Linked DNA regions of Capra hircus: region 1 is linked to region 2. The links are chromatin contacts, called in public Hi-C maps. All regions are on one chromosome and are shown on one strand. Each heading gives the region's core, a stretch centred on a gene start, on an enhancer-like site or on the middle of the called end of the contact. The rest is flanking DNA. Distances are from core to core; before and after follow the strand shown. Region 1 has its middle 58 kb from the start of RUNX3. Region 2 has its middle 90 kb from the start of CLIC4.

Region 1 (7,307 bases), core at 4,690-7,189, 160 kb before region 2:
AGAGCCCTTTCTGTGACCCCTCCCCGGGCTCATTCCCTCTTAAGTATGCCAGCTGCTCTGTTTCCTGGGAGAATTTACCAGGAATGTGTTCTGACCCCAAAGGATGGCTGGCTAGTGATGGACATTTTGGCCTCAGGGCGAGATATTCTAAAGTGGCGGTCCCCAAACTTTTTGGCACCAGGGACTCATTTCGTGGAAGACGGACGGGGTGTGGGGAGGGGGGAGCAGGGGATGGTTTTGGAATGATTCAAGCGCATTACATTTATTGTGCACTTTATTTCTCTTTTTATTATATCTGCTCCACCTCAGATCATCAGGCATTAGATCCTAGAGGCTGGCTAGATAATCAATCTCCTGTAGGCAACCAACTGTTCCACCTGCAGATAAAACCTGCTTCAGGGGGGTGTCAGAGCAGCCCATCTACTCAGCCATCCCCAGGGACCCAGGGTCCGGAGATGGCTGACACAGAACGTGCAGTGAGAATGGGGCTGGGGTCTCCGCGTGCTAAGAGCGCTGTGTGGTCCTGGACAGGTGGCTGAGCGAAGGCCTGCAGGAGCCCCCCCCCCCGCCCCCCCAGCCTCTTGCCCAGCGACAGGCACAGCCATGAGGGCTGGGGGTACAGAGAGGGCAGAGGGAGGGTCCCAGATCAAGGCAGGGGGGCACCCAGAGACAAGCGGTGGGAAGCCGTGTGGACTTAGGAAGTGGTGTTGGCATTAACCAGGGAAAGCGAAGCAAGAGGAAAGCAATAATAATAATGATGATGATAATTTTCCATGGGGTCGCAAAGAGTCGGGCACAACTGAGTGGCTGAACAACAACGACAACAACAAGGACAAGTGAGGAACTTTGCTCAGATTATCTCCTCTAATCTTCCCAGTGATCCCTCTTGTATGGCAGGCATCAAAGACGGTGGAATCTGGAGTCAGATAGCTGGCGTTCAGATTCTGGCCCACCAAGCCTCGTTCCCTCATTGCCCACAAGATTTATAAAGAGCCCCTACCTTCTGCGTAGCTGGGCATGTCTGGAGTGATCAGCTGGCCCTGGGGCAGAAAGGAGACGCTCAACTCATGTGATTATTAGTTCTATGAATGCAGAGTTGGAGGCTCAGAGAAGCCAAGTTACTTGCCCCAGGCCACACAGCAAAGAAGTGGCCTAGCAGAATTTGATCTCAGATCTCTGCGACTCAAAGCCGTACTCCTTCCCGAAACCCCCTGCCTCAGTCCCTCCTGTGTCTCTTCTGTTTCTTCAGGAGAATGAAGTATTCAAATGACATATATTTTAGAGGAGAGAGGAGAGGAAGTTGCTGGAAGTCACACAGTGAGCCTGCGGTCTGCCCAGGACTGGACCCTTGGAGGCAGACTCTCACGCCAGCGCCTCCAGCCACGGCTCTGCAGCACCTGATGGTGGGGCTGCTCCCTTTCCGGACCTCTGCCCTGCCCTGCCATCACCTCCCTTGGGGCACAGGAAATGATGGCCGCGATCCATTCCAAACCACAGGGGAAATTTTATGTCTGGGCTGGACTAGAATCCAGCCAGAGCCCCAGCTCAGATGTTCCCAGTCATATGCAAAGGGCGGGGGGTATGTAAGCGGGTAAGAGGGGGCATTACACTTCCACTCCTGTCTGACCTTGGGATTTCCCTCGCCTGGTGGCTCTGAATCAGGCGGGCTTCCGAGCTGCAGCTACGGACAGAGGTCCCTGACTCACCTGCACAGACCATCTGGACGCCATGCCCAAGCCAGGCCTTGGTCAGCTCAGCTCCAACCTCAGATCAGAGGCAGTGCTAGGCAGAGCAGATGGATCTCCCCTGCTGATTCAGCCCAAACTTTCTGTGTGATCCTGGATGTGTTCCTTGTCCCCACTGACCCCAAATCCACTGTCTCAAATCCTCCCTGAACTGCCGGTCAGGAATTCACAGGGAACTTTCTTCTGCCTCTAAAAGACCCAGCCTCCTGAATCCAACACGGAGAGAAGAGCTGAGGTTAACTGTGGCTTTTCCACTGAGCAGGTGCTTCTGGCTTCCCTTCTGTTCACCCTCTGGGCTGGTGTGAGGCAGTGAGCCCTCCAAGGAGAAATCTTGGCTCTACAAACTGCAAAGGGCTGGGAAAGAACTGCAGATGGCTCCTCCTTAGGTGGGCCCAGGGGGCAGCTCTTGGCCCTGCTGTGGCCTAATGGAGCCCTGGCACTAAACTCTGGCCAGGCCTCTCTAGACCTTTCCTAGGGGCCGCTTGGGTGGCAGCAGGGAGTGCCCGGGGCCCCTGAGGCTGGCAGGGCTGAATCTTAAGGCAAGGGTGTGGTTGAAGCTGAACCCAGAACTGAGCAGCCCCAGACAGACCAGAGCTGACTTCTGGGGCCCTCGATAAATCCTTTTTCCTTTTTGTTTCCGGTGGTAGTGAGGAGACCACATGTTTGGACCCCTGGATTCAGGACTCTGCTCTGGACTGGCCTCCTTGAGGGGGAGGGGAGGGGTGGGCGCCTGTGATGAGTCCCTTGCCCTTGATGGGCCGCAGCCTTTTTCTCTGTGCCATGGGGAGACCCCCATGATTCTTGCTGCTCCTCATGCTACCAGGGCGGGGAGTTGGAGTGGACGGAGTGGGGGCCTGAGTTTGAGTCCATTTGTGCCTTTCTGAGTGAGGTGGGCCGCTGTGGCCTCAGGCAAGACAGCGCTCTCTGTGTTTCAGCAGCCTGGTGGGCAGGGGCGGGCGGTGGGCACTGAGGGCACAGTCTTCTGCCCATCTCTGCTGAGCCCAAACGGCCAGCGCTCGCCTTCCCAATCAAGCTCGGTCTCCCTTTGGGGTAACGGAGCTGTGCAGACCTTGGTGAGGAGCAGCCTGTCCTGGCCACGTGCCATCCCCCGCTCTGACCCCGTGAGACCCACCAGCTAGGAGAGCCCCAGGTGGTGGTGGAGGCCACGTGGCTTCACAGACGCAGGAAACTGAGGCCCAAGCGAGCGAGGCCAGCCTTCCCCAGCCCGCAGGCCCTGTTTCATAGCCCCCCTCGCCATCTTTCCTCTCTCCCCCTCCAGGAGCATCTGAGGGGTGGCGTGGATCTCACCCATGTGGAGAGGCCTGTGTCTGGGGCTTCCAGTCCTGGTGCCTCAGCTTTCAAGCTTCCAGGCTTCCCTGCCGCACCCCTCCCACCCCCCGACACGGTGTCCTCATCTGTGCTCCCGCAGGGTGAGGGTGAGCAGGGAGAGGGCAGATCCCACTGTCCAGGATGGCCTTGCTCTCCTCCCCACCCCCTGGCCTGTGCGGGGGCCCAGGCCTCTCTCCCACAGTCCTCCCGCACCCTGCCTGCGGAGTCCCTCCTGGGAGTGCTCCTGGGGCCTCCACGGGCCCAGGCTGCCTCTCACGAGGCCAGCAAGGCAGTCAGGAGAACCCGAGAAGGAGCCAGCAGAGATGCTGGGTGGTGGGCTCCCAAGGCCCAGGCCCCCGTGGGGGTATTCACAGCACTTGATGCCAAAGGGAACGTCTGCGTTTGGGGTCCGCCTCGCGGCTCCTGCTGGTCCTCTGCGCCGTTCCTACCAGGTGGGTGGTGGTCGTGGCTTCTTCCATGGTTCGTCTTCCGTTCCTCCCCTGCTCCCTGCTGGTGGGGCTACACCCGATAATCACAGCCTTGCCCCTGCTGGTGTGATGATGCCCCCTTCCACGAGCACAGAGAGGGCCCCTTTGCTGGCACAGCACTCCTGCGGTCAGATAAGCTGTCCCCCGCTGGCATGGCTGCTGGGTCTGGGTCTGAGGCCACAGCTTTCAGTGTTCGTGGCAGCACCCAGGGCACCTGCCAGACATCACCAGACCGGAATACTGCCTCTTCCACCAGGACAGTTCAGATCCATCTCTCAGGGGCCCCCAGCCCCCTCCATTTTCCAGGGATCCAAGACCGGGTGCTCCTCTCTGGCCTGGAACTTCTCTCTGTCCCCAACCCTACCTGTGCTGAGCACCATCAGCCCGAGCCCTCTGGGCCCCCAAGGATAGAGCTGAGCCCTCCTATCTCATGGGACCTCAGCTGCTACCAGAGTGGGCATACAGGACACCCTCCTTCCCTTTTACCCCTCACGAAGCTCCAGGGTCGTAGTAAGCAAATAGCCAGGGCTTCCACAGCTACAGAGGGCTGGCCACTTGCTGTCTGTGGAAAGTGGTCCTCTGCCTGACCCCTCTGGGACCCTCCTGTCACCCCTAAACCCTCCCTGAGCAGCAGGTCCCAGGGCCTGCCTTTCCCAGAGGTCACCAAAGGCGAGAGGGGAAGTTCCTGGAAAACTTTCCGAGTGACTGCTGCTCCACACTTCTCCCAGCCTCTGGCTGCCTTGGTGGCACTTATTCAGTCCACAGCCTTGGAAACCTACCATGTGCCAGGTACTGTGCCCGCCTGGGGTTGCAGCCATGAGGGGCCAGACTCGTCCCTACCCTGGGGACAGTCACAGTGTGGACAGACACCCAGGCAGAAAATTGTGCAAACCGTGATTTAAGCAATTACGATGAGCATGCAGAGCGTGAGGGCATTGTGAGGGCATGTACAGAGCCAATCCTGGAAGGCTCCAGGAGGAAGTGACCTTCAAGCTCAGGTCTCAAGTTTGAGGAGGATAGGGTTAGGCAAGTGGTAGTTGGGGGCCAGGCAGTGCTCAGGCAGAGGAAAACTGCATATGCAAAGATTCTGAGCAGAAGGGGCGTGCTCTCCATAGTTCCTGGGGTCCAGATCCTTTTTTTTTTTTTTTTTTTGCATATTTATTGATTTATTTGGCTTAGTAGGGTCTTAGCTGTGGCACACAGGCTCCAGAGTGTACGAGTTGCTCAGGCATTGCTCTGCAGTGTGTGAGATCTTAGTTCCCTGACTGGGGATCGAACCCACATCCCCTGCATTGAAAGGCAGATTCTTAACCAGTGGGCCACAGGGGAAGTCCCTGGAATCCAACTCTTCAGCAGCCACGAGGTGCCAAGCTCCTGAGACAGGCTGGCCCAGTGTTACCCGCTCGGGTTCTGGGGCCACATCACGTAGGTTTGAATCTCACTTTGCACTTACGAGATGTGAGACAATGAGGAAATAACTCAACTCCCTATGCCTCAGTTTCTTCCTCTGTAAAACGAGATAATACTATTGACAGGAAAGGACTTCCTGGGGTTGCTGGGAAAATTAAATGCAATCACTCAGGTAACAGAAGCACCCAACGTTAGCAACTCTCCCTAACCATAAACCCCGTCCACGGAGCACCTGCTGCGTGTCAGACACCATGCTACAGGTTCTGCAGTTAATCTTCCTGCAGGATCCAAGCTTGGACTCAATGGGCCCATTTCAGAGATGAGAAGACTGAGGGCAGAGGCCCGAGTCACTAAGGGGGAGACTGGTTGAGGTTTCAGAGGGCTCGGAGGCAGCTTCTTGGAGGAGGTGGTGGCTGTGATGAGTCTTGAGGATGGGCACCCTCCCAGCCAGGCAGCCCCCCAACCGCAGCTGAGCATTTCAGCCCTTGGGCTTCCTGAGTCTGGTGACAACGGGACAAAGGGGCAGCTCAGGGCACTTCCAGGACCTTCCAGGAGTCCCAGCGAGGGAAGGCCCCATCGGGCCAGGTTCTCAGACCAGAGAGCCTCGAGCGAGCGCCAAACAACAAAAAGGCTTTTCTCACTCAGGATGAGTCACCAGACCGAGAGAGCAGACGCCCGGTCCCTGTGCTGAAGAAGACGAAACCACACATCTGAAGAAGTTTCCCACGGCCACCACTTGCTTTAAATAGCTGCAGAGGAGTGGGGGATGGGAGGTCGGGAGGCAGGGTTCTCCTGCCCTCGGGCCCTGGGCTGGGGTCTTCACCCCTCCACTCCGCGGGACCCTGGCCCGAAGCGACTCCCTCCCACCCTGCACCCCAAGACTGATGGTTGCTGGGAACGCAAGGCCTCATGGGCACCAGGGGAACCCAGCAGAGGTCCAGAGCTCGTGGTGGGACGGTGGCGTGGTGGTGGGGGCAGGGAACAGTGGACAGACAGACAGCTGGAGAGACATCCCGCCAGGCAATGGGCGTGGGGGTACAGGCCCGGGAAGGGGGAAGTTGACCTCCCCCTGCACCCCGGTGCAGCCTCCCGGCCCCCACTCAAGCTTCCTTGCAAGTCACCTGACTCCCCTCCTTGAGCTCCAGCTGCCCCCCCGCCGCCCGCCCGGTTCGTGACTGAGCCCCGGGCGGCGTTTCCGGAGGCAGGCCAGGAGCCGGGGCTGCTGACGCACTTGCTGCACCCCCCCCAGCCAGGCCGGGTGAGAAGAGCGAGCCCCCCATCCCCCTTTCCCGTAAGTGAGCTCACCCCCCAGGCCTCGCAGGAATTCTAAGAAGTGGAAACCTCTGCACCTGCTCCTCGCCCACCATCTCGGCCTCCCCATGCGGGGGGAGGAGGGGTGGGGGTCCTTCCCCCTCTCCGGCTCAGTGCTCAGGCCCAGGCTGGGGGTTCAGGGGCTGACAAAGGTTTCTCCCCCACTTAGGTTAGGAAGGACGCAGAGATCAGGTTAGCTCAGGGCGCCCCTTTGGCTTGGGCTCCTTTTTCAGAAGATAAAGGGGGGAAATCCAGAGAGGCCTGGGCAGTCTGTCTGAGTCCCTCCCAGGCTGGGAGGAACATCTCCTCCTGGTGTTCAGACAGCCCTTGTGGGCCAGCAGTGGCTCAGGAAGAGTCAGCCCTTAAAGACTAGCAGAGCCAAGGCCCAGAGAGGCGGTGACTTGCCCATGGCCACCAGTGGAGACCTCAGCTACACCCCTCCAGGGGCCTACAACCCTGGGCAGCCCACTGATGGCACCATCACACATTTATTGAGCATCCTTTGGAGGGACCCAGGATGAAATAAGACGACACCCAGCTAGAATCACAAACATAACAAGTAGCAGTCAGCAGGGGCCCAGGGCCAGGGGTTCTCAGCCAGAGCTCTAGGCTTTGCAAAAATACCGATTCTAGGCCTCTAGCCCTGAAACTACGATTCAGCGGATTGGGAAAGTGCCCAGGAATCTGCATTTTATAAGATTCCTCTAACTGATCAGATGGCAGAGAGGCTGTGGGACAGATTTCGAGTGGCTCCAGGGCACGTGTGCCCTGGAGGGTGATTTGCAAGGGCTTCTAATGGGAGGCTCAGGTGAGGCTACAGCCTTCCCCTCTTGCACCGACCTTGGCCTGCACGTGGGGTCCAGCCCCAAGGGATCCCAGAAGGGATGCATCACTGAGTCAGGAGCTGAATGAAAGGATGTCCCCCACACCTTCCTCTTGCCGGGAAAAGTGGGGGACAGTATCTGAGCCCCAAGTGTCTGCTCGCTCTTGTCCTAATACTCAGGAAGCCTGGTGGCACCTCTCT
Region 2 (7,426 bases), core at 3,019-5,518:
TGGAAAAAAGATGAAATGTTTGTGTTGCGAGGCAGGGGTTCTGGGCAACTTAAAAATCTTTTAAGTATTTCATTTAGGAATATATTAGACTGTCTTGTCATAGAGAATGAATAAAGGGCCGAGAGGTATAATACATTTTCACAGGAGGTCTAACCAGAAACTAAAACACGATCCTGTAAAGAGTAAGCTTTTTATTCACCCCAAATTTGACCACCCAGAATAACGCCTTCCCAGAGATTTCACCAGTTGTTCAAGCGCGGTTTCTCTAGCAGAATCAGTTATTGAAACTGCCGTCCTCATTGAGCAGAAAAGTGGGCGCCCGCGCTCAACGTTTACCGTCCGGCTGTTCGTGGAGAGAAGCCAGGCCAGGTGGACAGGAGGTGTCGGCAACGTTGTGGGCAAACAGGGCAGCAGGTATTAATTTGCTGAGAAGTAAGGAAATTGGCGGGCCTGGAGGAACCCTTCCAGTGCTGATAGTGATAGCATCAGAAATATCACCTTCCAGTGCTGATAGTGATAGCATCAGAAATATCACCTTCGAATCCCCAAACAGCTGCAGGCTCAGAAGACAGAGGAGAAAATTCTCCAATTTCACTGCGCTATAAATTTTGGATTTCCCATACCAGCTTTCCAGAACAGGTTCCACATTGTTCTCAGTAGAAAGCACACATTACAGTATTCGGTAGCATCCTGAAGACACAGACTCTGGCACACTCCTGTATGCTCTCTCCCAGGTCAAAAACGGTCAGTGGATTCCCCCTCCTAACCCCCAGCACAACCTTAAAAAGTGTCCCTGATCTGGCCCAACACAGTAAAAAGTAACAAATCCAACCCAGGCACCCCACACTGTGTCACCTCCGGCCACCTGGCCAAGGGCCCACTGTATCTATCACCTGGGAACTCCCTTCACCAAATGATCTTTACATGGGGAAGGGTTTTCTAAGCTTCAAAGCTGTGGAAGAAACCACAGAGGAAATGCTTGACAGTCCCACGCTACATAAAAACAAGAAATTCCGGTGCGATTAAGAAAATCAAGCAAAATTAAAAGACAAACAACTGGGGGAAAATGTTAGCAACAAATACCACAGACAGATGGTGAGGACCCTTACTTTATAAAGAACCCACATAAATCAGTTTTGAAGATACATATACAAAGATGCTCACGGATAAAAGGGCAAGTGGCTTAATAAAAAGCAAATATAAGAGGCTAACAAACACTTGGAGGCAGAAGGAATGCTCGATCTCTCTAAAGGTCAAAGAAATGCAAATAGCAATAAGATAGATTAACTTATCAAAGACACTGCTCCCTGCTAACCGAAGCACAGAGGGATAGCATTCGAGTAGGCACTGGGGCGTATAAATTCATGAGCTATTTCTGGCAAGCCGCTCGGTGATCTTTATCAAAAGCCTGAAAAATGTTCCTACTTTGTTCACATTTTTTTTTTTTTTTACTGTTTCTTTAGAAACTTTTCAGCAAATAATTTGGTGATATTTATCAATCTTCTTGAGATGTTTGTACTTTTGACTCATATTTCTGATTATTTTCTCCGAAATCTAAAAGTTGACATGCGGCTGAAGATGGATGTACGTAGAGATGTCTGCTGCAATGTGAACAGGCTATAACGAAAAGCTGGAAAGAACCTAAGTGACCTACAGCTGGGGAGCGGGTGAGGCAATTACCGTACGTCCATGTGACTAAAAGCACTGGGTAAAAAAACCTTATAACAGTCAAGGGTTCCAAACGATGTGGGGAAATGCTTATGAGGTAATAGGTTTGCAGTGGGAAGTAAGCTCTCAATCTCTTAAAGAAAAAAAATTTTAGCCAATAGAAGGGAAAACATACCACACATGGATTATCTCTGGCTGGGGAGCTTAGGGGAAGTTTTCATATGTGCTTCTTTACCATTTTCCGTGCTTTCCAAAATGTCTTCAGTGTGCAGAATTACTTTGATAATCACTTAAGTAGTTAAAATCTGTAAAAAAAAAAAAATATTCTCCTTGATACAGTCGATTTTCCTAGTGAAAAGCAATTGTTCCCTTTATGAATTGACTCATAGGTTCAACAAATATTCGTGAGCAAATGAGTGAATAATGCTTTTAAGACTCTTGTGAATTATTTCTCACTTTCTGCTTTTATTGCCTAGTTATTTGTGTATATGTCTTTCTCCCTTGTGACCCTGGAAGGTCTCAGAAGGCAGAAATCATGTGTCTCCATTTATTCACATCCAGCCAGTGCCTTGAACCCAGGTGGAGCTCCAAATGTTATTTTTAAATGAATGGAGCATATCATACAGTTAAGTGTTTTTCATATGAGATAAAGATTCAGGATGCCAAAGACTGTTAAACCCAAGCCCCCTGAAGTAGAACTCCCTGAAAGCCAAGAACAAGGAGATGAAAAAGGGATTCTAGTGGCAACTCTGCCCCAACCCAGAAGCCATCAGGTGTTTATGCCAAAGCTGCTGTCTGGTCCTGAAAGCACTGTCCTAGGAGCCCTCATGTTGCAGGTAACTACCTACGGGACCCTGGGCAAGTCACTCATCCTTAGTTCACTCATGGGTGAACCAAAGGTGCTGGAGTACTTCCAGCTTGCTGTCACTAGGATTTCTAAAAAGCATCTGATAGTGAAAGTTGGTTTGGAATACCAAGGTGAAAGGGAACTTCAGAACATGGTAGAATTTTTCTTATAATAAAAAAAAAAAAGCAAAGCACCCTCTATTGATAAAGCAAATCAATAATGTGCACCCGTGAGCTGGGCTCCACTTCATTGACATTTTTGTCTTTATCGTCAATCTTAATTAAATTAGGCAACCTTAAGGTTCTGGCAAGGACCCTGGGATTCCTGGAGCATCTGTAGAGATAAGCAACAATTCCTCTTGCAGTCAGTGACTTCAGAGAATGAGATGACTCACTGAAATGTCACTGTTTCCAGTGAGGGCAGAGAATGGAGAGGATCCTGGGCTTTTCTTCTCTTGCCCCTCCTCGGTCCAGAATTCTCCCATTCATCCATAGCAGGGTGGTTTCGCTGGTTTAGAGTGACCTCTGCAGACAGCAGGGTGTTGCATCTCTGTCTCTGAGCCCAAGAGCTGGGGAGGTCCCTCCAGCTCTCCCGGACTTCCAGAGTCCCTTCTTATCAACCAGGACTCTCCCGATCACACAGAAATGGAGAGCCGGCCCTGAAGCTTGGTTCTTGGTATTAGAGCTCTGAGCTCCGCTTGCTTTGTCCACACTTGCATGCACTTCAGAGACTGGAGCTGGGCATGGTGTAGCCAGGAACTCCCAAACTCGTCACGAGAAAAGTCCAGTGGGAAGCTCAGGGCTGCTCCACCACAGTGCCACCGAATCAGCCTTCTGGTGTCCCCAACTGGAGCTCCTTCCAACACTGGAGAGGTGACAGCCCAGAACCCAGGGCTCTGGAGCCGGATGGCCTCCATCCGTTCTTTACTGCATGAGCTTGGGCCAATTACTGAAACTCTGGATGCTCAATGTTTCTTATCTTTAAAATGGGGTTAATACTCCAAGAGACTGTTGACAAGCTGAAAATATGAAACAGTTACTTATATTAAAAATATATTTATACCTATACGTATATAAAGTCGGGTAATTGGCAGGGGCTTCCCTGTTGGCTCAGGAGGGGAAGAGTCCGCCTGCAATGCGGGAGACCTAGGTTCAATCCCTGGGTTGGGAAGATACCCTGGAGGAGGGAATGACTACCCACTTCAGTATTTTTGCCTAGAGAATTCCACGGACAGAGGAGCCCGGTGGGCTACAAGTCCATGGGCTCAAGTCGGGCACATGGTGTTTAAGGAAAAGCATTTATTCTTCTTTGACTGAGGAAATCGGAGAACGAAGAAACACTGGAAGGAACGGAAGCAGGTTCATTTCTTATAAGAAATGAGATCAGAAATGGGTGGCTGGCTTTTTCTTTCCACCCCCGCCCTCCGCCCCCAATGGCCGTCCCAAAGGCAGCTCGCCTCCCTTGAGGACAGTCCCCCCTCCGAGGCCGTCTCTCAGGCGGGGGCCGTCCTCCCGGGGGTCAGGGTCAAGTTCAGCGAGGGGAGCCCCCTCGCGGAGGCACGCGGGCGGGGCACCTTGGGGGAGCTGGACCCAGGAGTAGGGGGCCCGCCCCCGGCGCGAGGGCGAAGCTGGGAGGAGGCCCGGGCCTTAACGTCGGCTGCATCCCGGCCCCCGCGTCCCAGCTGCCCCCGAACCTGCCAAGAGTTTCGCTTCCGAGGCGCTTCCTCCAGCCGCCGCGGGCCCAGCGCGTGCAGAAGTGCGCAAAGAGCTGCAAGAAGCGGCTCCGCGGGCGGCCCCGGGCCGGGGGGCAGGGGGGCAAACCAGAGCCCCCCGGAGACCTGACCTCAAAGCAGGGTCCCGCACCCCCCGGCCCTCCTCCCCGAAAAGGGTGCGAGCAGGGCCCGCGGGGCCCGCGGCGGGCGGCGGGGGCGGAGACGAGCGGCGGCGCGGGGCGCGTCTGTTCGCCACAGGAAGGAGGGAAGAGGCCGGAGGCGCCTTCACAGAGCGGCAGCCCTGACAGATCTGATAAAAGAGGAAGGAAGCCCTCGACGCGGCTGAGCCGAGCTGCCGGCTCCCCAAACCGACGAGGTCCTGCAGCTGTCACGGCCCCTGCGGGCGCGCGGCGGCCCGGCCGAAAGGCCGGGGAGCCTGCGCCCCCTGCCGGTCGTTCGGAGCGACGGGCCCGGAGACCCGGCCGGGCTGCGGGGACCAGGGCGCGGCCACCGCCTCCTCCGCAGTTCAGTTCACAGTTCAGTTCAGTCGCTCAGTCGTGTCCGATCTTTGCGACCCCACGGACTGCAGCACGCCAGGCCTCCCTGTCCATCGCCAGCTCCCGGAGTTTACCCAAACTCATGTCCATGGAGTTGGTGATGCCATCCAACCATCTCATCCTCTGCCGTCCCTTTCTACTCCCGCCTCCAGTCTTAGATGGTAAAGGCCCTGGGTGGGGAAGTCCCCGGGGCGGGGTTGGGGGTGGGGGCGGCGGATACGGGGCTTGCCTGGGCCTGGATCCTCTGTCTTCGGCTCCCTGCCAGACACCGCAGAGAAAGAATCCCAGGGCCAGGTTTGCTCCAGCTGGGCTCTGCTTACCTAGTAGCATTTAGTCGCTCAGTCGTGTCCAGCTCTTTGCGACCCCACGGGCTGAAGCCCGCCAGGCTTCTCTGTCCGTGGGGATTCTCCATGCAGAAATACTAGACTGGACTGCCATTCCCTTCTCCAGAGGATCTTCCTGACCCAGGGATGGAACCCGAGTCTCCTGCGTTGCAGGCAGATTGCTTACCCGTTTGAGCGACCGGGAAGACCCTGGCAACCCATTACCTTGGCAGTCCAGAAGTCGGGGCCAAGCCCACCCTACTGAGAAAAATATAGAAGCACTTCTAAGACTGCAGAGCACCGCTCCGGGCCTCTGATTTTGCTGTCGCTTCCTAGCTGTGTGACCTTGAGCAAGTTCCCTGTGCTTCAGTTTCCTCATTCATAAAATGGGAATCATAGTCTCCACCCCACAAGGTGGTAGGGAAGACCGACTTAGTGCACATATGTCTGTTAAATTGTTTAAATTTCACTGTAGGGTGAAGGCTTGTTGAACTTGCTGTAACTGGTTCCTTATTTTGGGGGTTTTCTTGCTGTCTATATATAAAATTTTATTTATTTTTGGCCGTGCTGGATCCTCCTTGCTGCTCAGGCTTTCTCCAGTTGTGGAGAAGGGGGGCTACTCTCTAGTTGTGGTGGAAGGGTTTCTCATTGCCCTGACTTGTCTTGTTGTGGAGCACAGGCTCTGGCGGGAGGGTGGGGGTGGCAGGCAAGCTTCAAGAGTTGCGGTTCCTGGGCTCTAGAGCACAGACTCACTTAGTTGCTCCGCTGCGGGGCGGGGAGTGGGGGGGGGGGCAGGGGGCGGAAATAAATAAATAAATCTTCCCCCAGCAGGGGTCGAACCTGTGTCTCTCTCAGTGACAGACTTTACCACGGAGCCCCCAGGGAAGCCCTCTTGCTGTCTTGCAACCAAGCCAATTTTTGTTCGGTTCCACTGCAGTGGGAGAACTTATTTTGTATGATGCCACTCCTTTGACATGTGTGGAGGCTTGCTTTCTGGGCCAGCATATGGACTGCCCTGCTAAAACCTCTGTGTGCACCTGAACAGAATGTGCATTCTGCAGCTGTCAGATGTAATGTTCCAATGTCAATGAAGTCAAATTAATTGAGTTATTCCTTACTGAGTATGTGGGCGTGTGTGTGTGTGTGTGTGTGTGTGTGTGTGTGGTTCATTTCCTGCTTGTTCTGTTAGTGGGAGAGCTGTTAAAAATCTCCTTATGATGGTGAATTTGTCTATTCCTCCCTTCAGCTTCACTAACTTTTGCTGTATGTATCCAACGCTGTGTTATTAGATGAGTATAAATCTAGGAGTCTTGTATCTTCCTAATGAATAAAACTTCATAATTATAAAAGGGCATTGCAATGGCAACCCACTCCAGTCCTCTTGCTTGGAAAAGCCCATGGACCGAGGAGTCTGGTAGGCTGAAGTCCATGGGGTCGCTAAGGGTTGGGACATGACTGAGCGACTTCACTTTCACTTTTCACTTTCATGCATTGGAGAAGGCAATGGCAACCCACTCCAGCGTTCTTGCCTGGAGAATCCCAGGGACGGCGGAGCCTGGTGGGCTGCCGTCTATGGGGTCGCACAGAGTCGGACGCGACTGAAGCGACTTAGCAGCAGCTTTGCAGCAGCTTTGCAGCAGCATACATATTGTAAAATGTCCTTCTTTGTCTCTGGTAAATACTCCTTGCCCCAAAGCCTGCTTTTTATAATGGTTACACCCAATTAAAATAAATTAAAAAAATATAATGGTTACATCCACTTTCCTGTTTGCTGTGTCAATGAAATAACTGTTACATCTGTGAATTTCAAACTTTCTGTGTCCTTATAAAGTTTGTTTCTTGTAAATGTCATATATTGGGTTTTGATTCAACAGTTTCATACTCCCTTTTAGTTGGATTATTTACCCCACTTATATTGACTGTAACTAACGGTGTAGACTTTATAGCTAACCTTTTGCTGTTTTTCCAATTAGTCCTACCCTTTGTTCCTTTAGTCCTTTTTCCTTTTGCAGTTACTGGATTTTTAAAAAATTCCATTTTCCTCTTGCATCTTAGATAAATGTATTAATGCACTCTTGAAGCTTAGATTTTCAAGCTATTTTTATAGTTATCCTAATAATACCTAATCTTCTCGAGATTACAGTATTTATGATTACAGGTTTTGTTAAATTAGCAATTTTACTACTTGCCAGTACAAACAACCCTTTCTTCTACCCTTCCACACTATTATACATGTATAATATATAACCGCTGTTATATATTCCATATTACATTTTTTAACAATATATGTCTTCAAGACATTACTGCGGTTTAAAAGTCA

What was found. A called contact is a pair of places that touch in the nucleus more often than the background predicts.
Region 1: a contact with region 2 is called in a Hi-C map of blood, with 3 times the contacts expected there. The contact joins two enhancer-like sites. A contact is called at or near these places in 2 of 5 Hi-C or Micro-C datasets (both in blood).

The regions. Positions count from the first base shown.
Region 1 is chr2:8,003,468-8,010,774 of ARS1.2, reverse strand. No RefSeq gene overlaps it. Among named protein-coding and RNA genes, the nearest start is that of RUNX3, 58 kb to the right of the region's middle. Within about 2 kb of position 5,939, at least 2 of the 5 cell types and tissues checked have an H3K27ac peak or open chromatin away from gene starts, as enhancers often do.
Region 2 is chr2:7,837,588-7,845,013 of ARS1.2, reverse strand. No RefSeq gene overlaps it. Among named protein-coding and RNA genes, the nearest start is that of CLIC4, 90 kb to the right of the region's middle. Within about 2 kb of position 4,268, at least 1 of the 5 cell types and tissues checked has an H3K27ac peak or open chromatin away from gene starts, as enhancers often do.